4 separate regions of the Mus musculus genome follow, and regions 2, 3 and 4 are each linked to region 1. A link is a contact called in public Hi-C and HiChIP or PLAC-seq data. All regions are on one chromosome and are shown on one strand. Each heading gives the region's core, a stretch centred on a gene start, on an enhancer-like site or on the middle of the called end of the contact. The rest is flanking DNA. Distances are from core to core; before and after follow the strand shown.

Region 1 (2,605 bases), core at 55-2,554:
AGCAGATTTTGCTCAGCTGCAAGGTTTCCTGGTGAGTTGGTTAGCAACCAGGCTTGCCAGTCAGCGTTCACATAGCAAACAGTAAACACATTTCATTTAGACAATTACTAGTGTGTTGACTTCCTCGCTATGCACTTTTCTTATTGTCTTGAATCATTCTCTCCCCTGCTTGTTACTCAACTTTTTACTTGTGTGTTATTCTTGCCTTCCATTATCTTGAGGGCAGAAATTTTCTACATTTCCTCTTTGCTGGTTAGGCACAAAGAACAGGTAAGGAAGAAGTTTATCTGAAGGGAGAGAGGTGCAACACAAAATAAGGTCTCTCCCTTCCTTACAAAGCCGTGGCTCCTTACGCACCAATTAAGGAACAGACTAAAGCGTCTACAAGTATCAATCTCACTGGAAAGGTCTAAGACTGGTCTCGGGGCAGTGTCTTTGCTTGTCACGGAGAGTACAGACGGGACGCGGGGATCGTGAAAAGAAACGCAGCTGCAACTTGAACAGAGGACGCCGGGGAAAGGCGCCTCTCACAGCCGCTAGGAGCTTGTAGCTCGCATGCACCTGGCGACCGACTCGGCAGGCCGGAGGCGGCGCGTCCCTGAGGAGAACGGGGCCTGGGCGAGCACCGCAGGAGGGCCAGACCCAGCGGCCCCAGGCTGGCCCTGGCCAGCTGCGGCCCCGCGCGCTCGGCCTCCCCGGGACACCTGCCCCGAGAAAAAGTATACTTATGGCCGTCGCGGTGCACGCGGACTCGCTCGCTCCACACCCCCAGAGCGCGCTTGTCTCCAGCCGGGAAGCAGGCCCCTCCCCGCGCAGCTGTCGCCGCCGCCTGCGGGCTCCTTTCACTTTCTCACGGCCAAGTCACCCAGAGGGGAGCCACTGCCGCCGCTACTGCCGCCGCCGCCGCCGCCGCGGTCCGCGAGCTCCGCCCCTCCCCGAGAAGACCACGCCCACCCAACAGTCGCCGTCTGCGATTGGCGCGCGCAAGCGGCAGCTCCTGACCGCCACTCCTATTGGTCGAGCTGCCCCGTCAGTCCCGCCGCTTCTCCGCCCTCCCGGAACACCGCGCTTCTACTGGGCGCCACCGAGGCCGGGGGCGGGCCAGAGACCGGGGCCCGCCGCTTTCGCTCAATCGCTGAGCGGCCGGCAAGGGGCGGCCCGGTCGGGCGGGGCCACATCTGGGCCGCGCCGCCGCGTGCGTGCGTGTGCGTCGTCCGCCCCCCGCCCGCGCCCCGCCCGCCCCGCCCCCCGGCCCGGCGCCGCGCTCGCCCGCCCGCCCGCCCGCTCCCGCCCGTGCGTCTGGCAGGCTGCGGCCGCCGCTGGGCTGCTGCCATGGGGAGCCGTTGAAAGAGTGGGGCCCTGTGGCTCGGCCGCGCGCCTCAGGCTGCCAGCGCGGGCGGGGGGCGGCGGGGGCGCGCGGGGCCCGGGCCGGGGCCGGCGGGCGGGCGGGGGCCGGCGGAGGACGCCCACAAGTCCAGCGGCGGCGGCGGCGGCAGAGGAGGAGGAGGAGGAGGACGCGGCGGGGACGCGGCGACTCGGGCCGCTCCGTGTGAGTCCCCGCGCCCGCCCTGCCCCGCTGCCGACCGTGGGCTCCCGCCGGGCGGAGTTAGTTAGTGTGGCGGAGGGCAGGCGGTGCGGGCTCGCCTCGCCTCGCCTGGCCGCGCTCCCCGGCCGGTGCAGCTGCGGCGCGGGGCGGACTCGGTGCAGCTGCGGCGGCGCCTCCCGGTGCGGAGGGCGGGCGGGCGGGCGGGGGAGGGGGCCGGGCCGCCGCAGCTGCAGCGCCCGGGACGGCCGCGGCTCCGGGGCCGGTGCAGCTGCAGGGCCGGGGGAGGGGGAGGGCGCGGCGCCCGGGTTGCGGTTGCCGGGAGGCCCCGGGGGCTGGCGCGCGGCGGCGGCGACGGGGGAGCGGTCGCCGCGCCGCTTCTTGCGACTTTTCTTTTGTTGTTGCCGCGACCGGGGTCTGTTTTCTCGGCCGTTGTGGAAGGTGCTTTCCTGCTGCACCGGCTCTCTGCCCTGCACCTTCTTCCCCGTGGTTTCACCCTTCCTCTTTCCCTGAAGTGCTTTATGCACCGCGAACTGCGGGAAGATTTGCATCTCCTCTCCCACCCCTGAACCTCACACACACACCCGGGGCACCCTGCCCCCACCTCTGAAAAACAAACCCCCTAACCTCACAGAACCTCCGAGGGTCCGCGGTAGCGGTGGACGGGTCGATCCGTGGAGTGGATGTCTTCGGGCCATTGCGGTGCTTGGGACTCATTAAACTGTCACTCACCCCCACCACCACCCCACTGGGTAAACTGGGTGATTAATGTCGGATATAGTGGAATGGGGCGAGGGCATCTGTGGAAAAGAGGGTGTGTGTGTGGCAGGGAAGTAATGTGTCTATCTGCACAGAGTGCCTCCCGAACGAGTTCAGAATTGTGTCATTCACCGCGAAGTTAGAGAAAGTTAGGTTTGTGACTCGTGAGCGAGAGCAGAACACAGTTGGGGTTTTGTTCTCTAGCTCCCTGCCTCTGTTTTCTAAGCGAGCCTAAGTGGTTGTCGCCTGGGTTGGGACGCTTGTGCCTCAGGCCCCAACTTCTTTTTTCTACTCTCCAACCTC
Region 2 (2,605 bases), core at 33-2,532, 220 kb after region 1:
CAGCCAGCTTTAGAGAAAGATGCCATGAAGTTCTCAAGACTAAAATAATGTCAACTTGTATTTCTCCTATGTGACTAGAATGTGCCTGCTTACCAGGCGGCAGGTAGAAGACAATACCATATAGTATTGATCCCTGAGAGGTCCTGCAGGTTCTGAGCACAGAGTGACGTGTTATAGTGGTCAGGAAAATGTCACGGCAAGTATTCAGAATATGTAGCAGGGAAGACAACTCCTCTCTCCACAATAAACTTACGGTCCTGCTGGAGTCCCAAGAATTCACTGACCCTGTTTCATCATCAAGAACACCTAAGTTAGTTACTCCCCCCCCCCAATATTTCATATAATAAATAACAAAGAGAGGGTTGGAACCCAAGCAACCTCACACTTCAGGACTTGGGATCCCATTGGTAACATCAGCCCAGGAGTCCAGGCTAGGAGCACTATACTTGTTTCTGTGGTTGTGAACTTAGTTTTAAGATCACCAGAAGAGGGTTGAAGATTTGTCTCAGTGGTATAGAGGCCTAGAAGCACAAGGCCTTGGGTTTAGTCCTCTGCTCCAAGGGGAGAACAAAAGTCACCGGAAGAACATAAGATGGCCTTTCTTGAAGAGCCACAAATGTAAATCTCTTGAGTTCCACTTGACTGTGCACAGGAGGAATCTATTCCAATGGGAGCCATGTTCCCAATGTTCAGATTTGTGCATCAAATCTAAAATGAGATTGAAAGGAGCAGAGACACACTGGTCGTAGTCTGATGCCAGACACTGGAGCTTGGTGTATGTATCAGAAATACTCATTTTCATTTTAATTATGTTCATCTCTGTCGCAAAGATCCCTGATGTACATCGTGCATGCAGTGATGTTTCCCAGTGACCCAAACAGAAATTCTGTGGGTGAGGGACGGGGAACAGGAGACAGGATTTCAGGTAGTCTAGGCTGGCTATGAGGCTGAGCATGAACTTAAACTTCTGATCCCTCCACTTCCACCTCTGTAGTGCTGGTATTACAAGCATGCACTATCATGCTCCAGCTGTAGTGCTGAAAATCCAACTCAGGGTTTTGAAGCAGCACTCGGCCAGGTAAGCCACATCCCAAAAGTTAGTTTCTAAAACGCTAAAGCAATGACCATTTCATGGGCATGGATGCTTAGTGTCCCTCCAAGGATCCCACTAAGAAGAGTAACACTAGTTGAGAATGTATTTGAACGGCCTCCTAACTACATTGTAACCTCTCTGGTGAAAGAAACTATGGAAAGTGAAAGTGAAGCTGTGTAAGGAAGTTGTGTCTGCCCTGGACAGGAGACCAAGACAGCAAAGTCAAGGGTGGAGACCTGGGGACCTCACCTCCAAGCACAGAAAAGGAGCCCAAGATCATCCTCCAGAAAATACTTGGATCACATGTTTTCATGATGGTGTTACATCGCCTGTCCATCCTCTCCCTTATTCAGCCTGGGAAAACTTGCCATTAGCATGGGTGTTTTTGATTCCAAGTGAGACTCCTGGCTTCATGTCTACCCACAACCACTGATGTCATGTCTAAGGGAGTCATCACCTCAGTCCTTTAGGGACTTCCTTAGGGGCTCAGAATCTGAGCCACCATACGGATTTGTAAAACCAAAAGATTCAAACATGCAAAATAGATTGAGGCTGTGTGTGCGTAAGTTGCTGGAAGGTGGTCAGCGTGTGGTCAATGAAGAGGGAACAGGGGGTTTTTGCTTTTTCTTGTGACTTCCCTGTTTCAGACCATGGCAGTCCCACCCTTCTGACACTCAAGGGCAAAACCTCAGAGCCATTCGATTCTCCTTTCTCCCCTTCCTCCTCATCGCCTCGACTGTGTTAGATGTGAGGTCGACTCTTTTACCAACTCTCCATTCTCTCTAGCTCTGCCTTCATCTGATCTTCCTTTTGTCAAATTACCAAATTACTACCAAATCCAGTCAAATCATTTGAGGACTTTTGTCCTGTTTGCTTTGCTTTGCTTTGCTTTGCTTTGCTTTGCTTTGCTTTGCTTTGCTTTGCTTTGCTTTGCTTTGCTTTGCTTTGCTTTGCTTTGCTTTGCTTGGGTTTTGTTTGTTTGTTTGTTTGGAGACAGGGTCTCTCCTTCTCCCTCTCCCCCTGCCCCTCCCTTCCTCTCCCCCTCCCCCTCCCCCTCCCCCTCCCCCTCCCTCTCCCTCTCCCCCTCCTCCTCCCCCTCCTCCTCTCCCTCTTTCTCTCGATAGCCCTGGCTGTTCTGGAACTCACTATGTAGACCAGGCTGGTATTCAACTCACAGAGATCCACCTGCCTCTGCATCCAGAGGGCTGAGACAAAAGGCATGCACCAACATGGCCAACCTTTTTAGAAGACTTTAGACTCATCATTGATAGAGGATTTTATTTTCTAAAAATGCCAGATCACTCACCCCCAGTCCTCATGTTTCATATGACTTGGGCATTCCCAACTGGAAATATGGTCTATGTTCCTTACTTAATAGGGATTGAGAATCATGAGTGACATTATGTGACTTCTTGCAAATTTTGGACGTGTGTGTGTGTGTGTGTGTGTGTGTGTGTGTGTGTGTGTGATGTGATTTGTTCTCTTGGGAAACTTCCCTTCGTGTCTATGTTT
Region 3 (2,605 bases), core at 69-2,568, 160 kb after region 1:
AAACCACACAAACCAACAACAACAAAGAAAAACAAACAAACAAAGACATGCTGTTCCTTAATAGCACTAACCACAATAGCCATGCAACTCCTGTGTTCTTTTGGTCTTTTGTCACCCTTCTGCTTGACTGTAAACTCCATTAGCATAGTGACTGTGTCCGCCCTGTTCACTAGTCTCCCCAAAACACAGCCTGTGTCTGGCCCTCATAGGCCAGAAATCATCGAGTCATGGATAGAATGTTCCAGACTTTCATGGCAGCTCTACTTCCTGTCTCCCCTTATTTCCCATGTCTCCTAGAGCCCCCTCCTTGCCCTTTTCTTCATTCCATCACACAAGCCACGCCCCGTTTCCTTCCCTTCTAGCCCGTGCTCTGCTGATTCTACGTTCATCTTCACATTCCCAGCGCCTGCACCAGCACCAGGCACCAGGTAGTCACTGAATGAGCACGGAGTGGAAGTGGGTTGTACGGGTGTGTTTTCGTAATGAGAATCTGAGAGTTCCCCACCATGGAACATTCTCTGGGAGGGAGTTCTTTATGATAATTTGGTAATGAATCTCTCTCTTCGAGGACAGCACCTGATTGGGAACCAGGACCTACAGCAGAGCAGGGAAGATCTGGTGTGGTATGTGCCACACATGGATGTTTATGTCATAGCTCATATACATATTTTTCTTCCTCAAAAAAAAAAAAGAAAGAAAGAAAAAGAAAAAAAATCCTTAGAAAAATAAAGAAAATGTCAAAGCCTTTTAAAGGGCGTGATCACGCTGAGTAATAGGCCCTTCCTTGATTTTTTTTTTTTTTTTTTTTTTACATTATTTCAGTGAAGATGTTTTTATGGCAGTGGTTAAAAATAAAAGACATTTTGGAGCTTCTCAGTAAATGAAGCACCACAGACTCTTGAGTTTTGTTGTTTTCCCCCTAAAATTAATATAATTAATTAAAGCCCAATGTTAGTCTGATCTACAATCTGTGAGTCAATGAGTCACAGCATCTTATGCTAATAGGGCTATGCTGCACTCTCAGCTCCCGACTGAAAGCCTCAGAAGCCAGAAGCTGTCCCAAGCAAAGGGGTGGGGGGATGGGTGCCAAAGACTCCAGGAGTGGGAGATCCCCCTCACTGGGCCATAGTGTGTTTGGAGTGGAGGAATGTGGGAATAACTTGGACAGACAACTGCTTTTATCAAGTGTGAGAAATTAGCCTAAGTGAATTTCAATGTAATTGCAGGAGCAGCTGGCAGAGGCTAATGTCTGTTCGGGTGTGCTTTCTCGGGAACGGCACCTCCGTTCTGTTCCCTGGGAAAGGATGAGGGGCTCTCAAGCTTCACATCTCTGCTGTCAACGCTCACAGGCTGGCCTTGGCCTGAGGTCATGCTGGGGCCACACACACACACACACACACACAGAGACTGGTCCTTCCTTGGGAGGCTTATCTTTTGCTTCCCTCCCCACAGCTTTGAAAACAACTATAATGGACTGCTGGTGTTGACCTCTAAAGCTCCAGGTCTTTGGTGGTCCATTAAAATGGAACTATTGTCTAGATGGCGCCTGGTCTAGCATCCTGAGTTCTTCTGATTCATCATGGTAGGATCTCATACTGACTTTAAAGATTAAAGTTCCTGGGCTGGGGCTATAGCTGAGTTGGTAGAGTACTTGCCTAACAAGTACGAAGTCCTGAGTTCAATCCCCAGTGCTACATAAACCCAGGTATGGTGGTGGTACCTGTCTATAGTTCTAGCACCCAGGAAGGAGAATCAGTGAGGTTGGGAGTTCAAAGTCATCTTCAGTTACATAGTGAGCACAAGGCCAACATGGCCCACATTAAACTGTCTCCAAAAAAAAAAAAAAAATGGTGCTTTTAAGAATCTTCTTAGACCAAACCACTTGTCCTTTGGGGGTTCACAGCCTCTGCAGGGACAGGAAGTATTCTATTTAGGTGGAGGCTAATGCTTGTAATGATCTCCTAGGATACTCCAAACCACACAGTATTCAGGACTTTATTTGACACTACCGTAATTTCCTTTCCGTGGGTGAAGATTTTGCCCTTCTTAAAATCATGGAGAATGCCAGACATGAAGGCCCATGCCTGTAATCCCAGCAATCAGGAGGCAGAGGCAGGTGGATCTCTGAGTTCAAGGCCAGCAGATTCTGGGAGTTCCAGGACAACCAGGGCTACATAGAGAAACCCTGTCTCAGGGGTTGGGAGTGGGAGGGACTTAACGAATTATTTATAGGAGGAAGGGTTTCTACAGACAAAAGGGAAGATCTAAGATCCCAAGACACTGAGAAGGCTCTGGGAGAGGTGGAACAGAGATACTACCATGAGGACGAGGGATACCAATGTCACCCTTCAGTGTAGGGTTTGCCTTGGCTAACCCCAACCTCCATCTTGCCATCCCCAAAGCCTGGGGCTACCAGAGAAGCCATCATTCAGGACCTCCTGGGAACCATCTGGCCTCAGCGCTGAGCTGGTGGCTCCAGCTTGACCTGCCGTGTCCTTTCTCACGAGCAAGCGTTCTGGAGTGTCAGCTCTCAGAACTGCTGGGAGAGGAGGAGTGTTCTTATCTCTAAGAATGACCCTGGATGATAGACGCCATCCAGCCCCTG
Region 4 (2,605 bases), core at 54-2,553, 140 kb before region 1:
GCATCAGCATCAGAAGTACTGTCTCCACCATCCTGAACAATGCCAAAATCTGCGAAGGGTGGGCCTGAACAGATGGTTTGACAGACTAAAGCATTAGTTTGCTGAGTCTCTGTACAGGCTAATTAATTCTTCATTTTACTAGTGTTTAAAATGATTGCTCAAAACAAGACATCCCTTCAAATGTGTGCTAGGTGAGTCTCCATACATCATTGATTATTAAGATGATTATTCCAAACATCTGTGGGTTGGCATTAAAGAACAAAATTGCCTTACAGGCTCATTTAGTTTAAGGTGTTTTTCAATTTGTAAAAAGACTATAGTTTTAATATTCATACTCTTCTGGATTGTGTTTTCCAGGATACTGCCCAAAACAGTAAGCTGAATTCTCTAACAGATTCAAATTTACAGTTCAGACATGTAATATAGGTAACATCTATTGCTGGAATTTGACTTGAAAGAACGAGGTATTTAGAACTGAATGCTGTAAATCCTAGTTCTGACACACTGCTGTGTAGTCACTTGTCAGGTAACTTCTGCGTACCCTTGGACAGCATGAGTGCTCATGGCTGATCTACCTCCAGCAGAGCATTGAGAGACAGCCTAGTATTACAGAGGAACCTGAGCATGTGTGATGTTTTCACTGCACAAAGCTTTACGTGAGAAAACCTAAGGCTTAAGCTTTTTAATTGTGCTGAATTCTTAACATTTATCAGAGGAGTTCAGGGTTAGTTTCTTTTTACATCACAATCCTAATATTGAAACTAATTATATACCAGTATGATCTGTAAAACTTTTTATCTAAAGCAACCACAGGATTCTCAAGAGCATCTAAATGATACATATAACAAGAAGCAATTGCAAGCCGGGTGTGGTGGCGCACGCCTTTAATCCCAGCACTCGGGAGGCAGAGGCAGGCGGATTTCTGAGTTCAAGGCCAGCCTGGTGTACAACGTGAGTTCCAGGACAGCCAGGGCTACACAGAGAAACCCTGTCTCGACAAAAACAAAAAACAGAAAACAACAAAACAAAAAAAAACAAGCAATTGCAATTCAAATGTATAACATTTCCTTCAACTAATGAGACCTTTCTTGAGAGACAGAATTATTCAGACATGCTGCTTGCTAGACTGTCATTTGGAAGAGAGGCACCAAAACCCAAAGTCTTGAGGTTGAAAATAATTCTGTCACAATTGACTAAGACATAGAGACTCTAATGGGAGGGGGATGGAATGGGGAGAAGGTGGCTAATAGGCTTTCTCCTCTCCCTCAGTGATGCATATATAGGCCAGATTAGACCAGATTAAAGGGTAGATGAAGGTAGATTTATTAGGAGTCAGCTCCCGGCAGGTTCACTAATCTCACAGGCAGAGGTCAGTGAAGTCACACATCCAGGCTAAAGCAAGGTGGTTTTATAGATCTTAGGCAAGGAGTGATGACATGTCAGCTAGGAGCTGGGACTGTTCCCATCATGGTCAAAAACTGAGCCCCTGGATAGGCACTATAGGATGAGTTGCTGAGAATTTGGAGACAAGGAGTGATGACATGTTAGCCTGGAGTTTTCTCTGTGCGGGTGGGGTTGGGGGAAAGAGGGCAGACAGGGTTTCCCGCTTGTGCAGGGTTGAGCAGGAGTTCTAGCCTTACATTGGCCAAGGATAAAAAGTTTCAATTGGAAAGAAAATAAATTCAGGAAATCTATTGTCCACTGTGGTGAGTCTAGCTAAAGATTTATACTTAAAAATAGCTAGCTAGTAAGGTCTTCACTACAAAAACTTTAAAATATATCATACTACTACTCTACTACTTAGCTTGTTAATTAGCTTAATCAGCCAACATTGCACATACATATCAAAATATTATGTCAAAATATTATGAATGTATGTTATTTTTGCCAACAAACATATTAAGAGCTTAAATATAGTAGTAGGTATAAGTGAGATCATGACCTCCTCCTCTTCCTAGTCAATATTATGGAGGTTTTTCTTTATGAGTCTTGGAAAGCAAAGCACTGAGCTGACCACTGTTCTTTCCTACCTTCCTGCCTGCCACTTTCCCAGCAAGCTCTGTCTTACCTTTTATATGGTTTCCTTTGATGTCAGTCTTTCCCCATCCAAACTCTATCCCATAGTACCCTGCTCCTTACCTAGGTCTCATGTGACTCTCACTAGGTAATAAAGGACATTCTCAATTATACTGTTGCTTCCCATTGGGTCCTATTCTACCCTTGACATGTCACATCATCTTACTGAATGTTGATCTTTGCTGCCAGGCTGCATGCTTGGTGGGCTGGAGTGATGGTGGGAAGAGGGTAAGGATTGCACCTCACTTGTTCAGAGTTGTGTCTTTAAAGGATCATCTATTAAGGGGGCTAACAAGTACTTGTTTAATGCTGTATAATAGTCTCCTCTAAGATTGAAATAGACCATTCTCCAAGGAAGCTCCTTAAGCAGGAAGGCAAACAACTCAAAATAACATCAGGAAGTCCATGAAACTGAGCTGATTCACTAAGCCCCGCCCTGCCAGAGCAAGTGATAAAAGAAAGAATCCCTTTCAGTGAAGTGCAGCTGAGCTTCGAAGAGGATTCTCAGAAGAGAAGACTCGGACCAGAC

The links. Hi-C and Micro-C count contacts between places; a contact is called where the count stands out from the background. HiChIP or PLAC-seq counts read pairs in DNA pulled down with a chosen protein or histone mark.
Region 2: a contact with region 1 is called in a Hi-C map of B cells, with 25 read pairs. The contact joins the enhancer-like site here to the promoter of Zbtb18 in region 1. A contact is called at or near these places in 13 of 39 promoter capture datasets (the 3T3-L1 cell line, the C10 cell line, the HPC-7 cell line and 9 more), 1 of 15 datasets of contacts at CTCF or cohesin (CD8 T cells), 8 of 484 Hi-C or Micro-C datasets (the AML12 cell line, B cells, bone marrow-derived macrophages and 4 more), 19 of 115 datasets of contacts at active chromatin or transcription factors (the 230-238 cell line, T-cell acute lymphoblastic leukemia, acute myeloid leukemia and 15 more) and 4 of 9 other capture datasets (adipose tissue, embryonic stem cells, liver and 1 more).
Region 3: a contact with region 1 is called in an H3K4me3 HiChIP or PLAC-seq map of stem cell-derived neural progenitor cells, with 2.2 times the contacts expected there. The contact joins the enhancer-like site here to the promoter of Zbtb18 in region 1. A contact is called at or near these places in 11 of 39 promoter capture datasets (3T3-L1-derived adipocytes, the C10 cell line, the HPC-7 cell line and 6 more), 7 of 484 Hi-C or Micro-C datasets (the HPC-7 cell line, brain, cerebellar granule neurons and 2 more), 14 of 115 datasets of contacts at active chromatin or transcription factors (the 230-238 cell line, bone marrow-derived macrophages, differentiating embryonic stem cells and 9 more) and 5 of 9 other capture datasets (adipose tissue, embryonic stem cells, liver and 2 more).
Region 4: a contact with region 1 is called in a Hi-C map of rod photoreceptor, with 2.0 times the contacts expected there. The contact joins the enhancer-like site here to the promoter of Zbtb18 in region 1. A contact is called at or near these places in 7 of 39 promoter capture datasets (the C10 cell line, embryonic stem cells, hippocampal neurons and 3 more), 5 of 484 Hi-C or Micro-C datasets (cerebral cortex, cortical neurons and rod photoreceptor), 1 of 115 datasets of contacts at active chromatin or transcription factors (embryonic midbrain) and 2 of 9 other capture datasets (adipose tissue and liver).

Annotation. Positions count from the first base shown.
Region 1 is chr1:177,441,047-177,443,651 of GRCm38.p6, forward strand. It overlaps Zbtb18 (zinc finger and BTB domain containing 18), which reads left to right and starts at 1,305. Exons shown (of 2, transcript NM_001355099.1): 1 at 1,305-1,549.
Region 2 is chr1:177,665,974-177,668,578 of GRCm38.p6, forward strand. No RefSeq gene overlaps it. Among named protein-coding and RNA genes, the nearest start is that of 2310043L19Rik, 24 kb to the left of the region's middle. Within about 2 kb of position 1,283, at least 39 of the 459 cell types and tissues checked have an H3K27ac peak or open chromatin away from gene starts, as enhancers often do. A contact at or near this core is called in B cells, bone marrow-derived dendritic cells, hematopoietic stem and progenitor cells and 1 more, where this site is marked.
Region 3 is chr1:177,604,468-177,607,072 of GRCm38.p6, forward strand. No RefSeq gene overlaps it. Among named protein-coding and RNA genes, the nearest start is that of Gm51282, 26 kb to the left of the region's middle. Within about 2 kb of position 1,319, at least 8 of the 459 cell types and tissues checked have an H3K27ac peak or open chromatin away from gene starts, as enhancers often do. A contact at or near this core is called in neural progenitor cells, pro-B cells and stem cell-derived neural progenitor cells, where this site is marked.
Region 4 is chr1:177,298,413-177,301,017 of GRCm38.p6, forward strand. The region is part of intron 4 of Gm36904 (a long non-coding RNA gene); the gene reads left to right. Among named protein-coding and RNA genes, the nearest start is that of Gm36904, 42 kb to the left of the region's middle. Within about 2 kb of position 1,304, at least 7 of the 459 cell types and tissues checked have an H3K27ac peak or open chromatin away from gene starts, as enhancers often do. A contact at or near this core is called in rod photoreceptor, where this site is marked.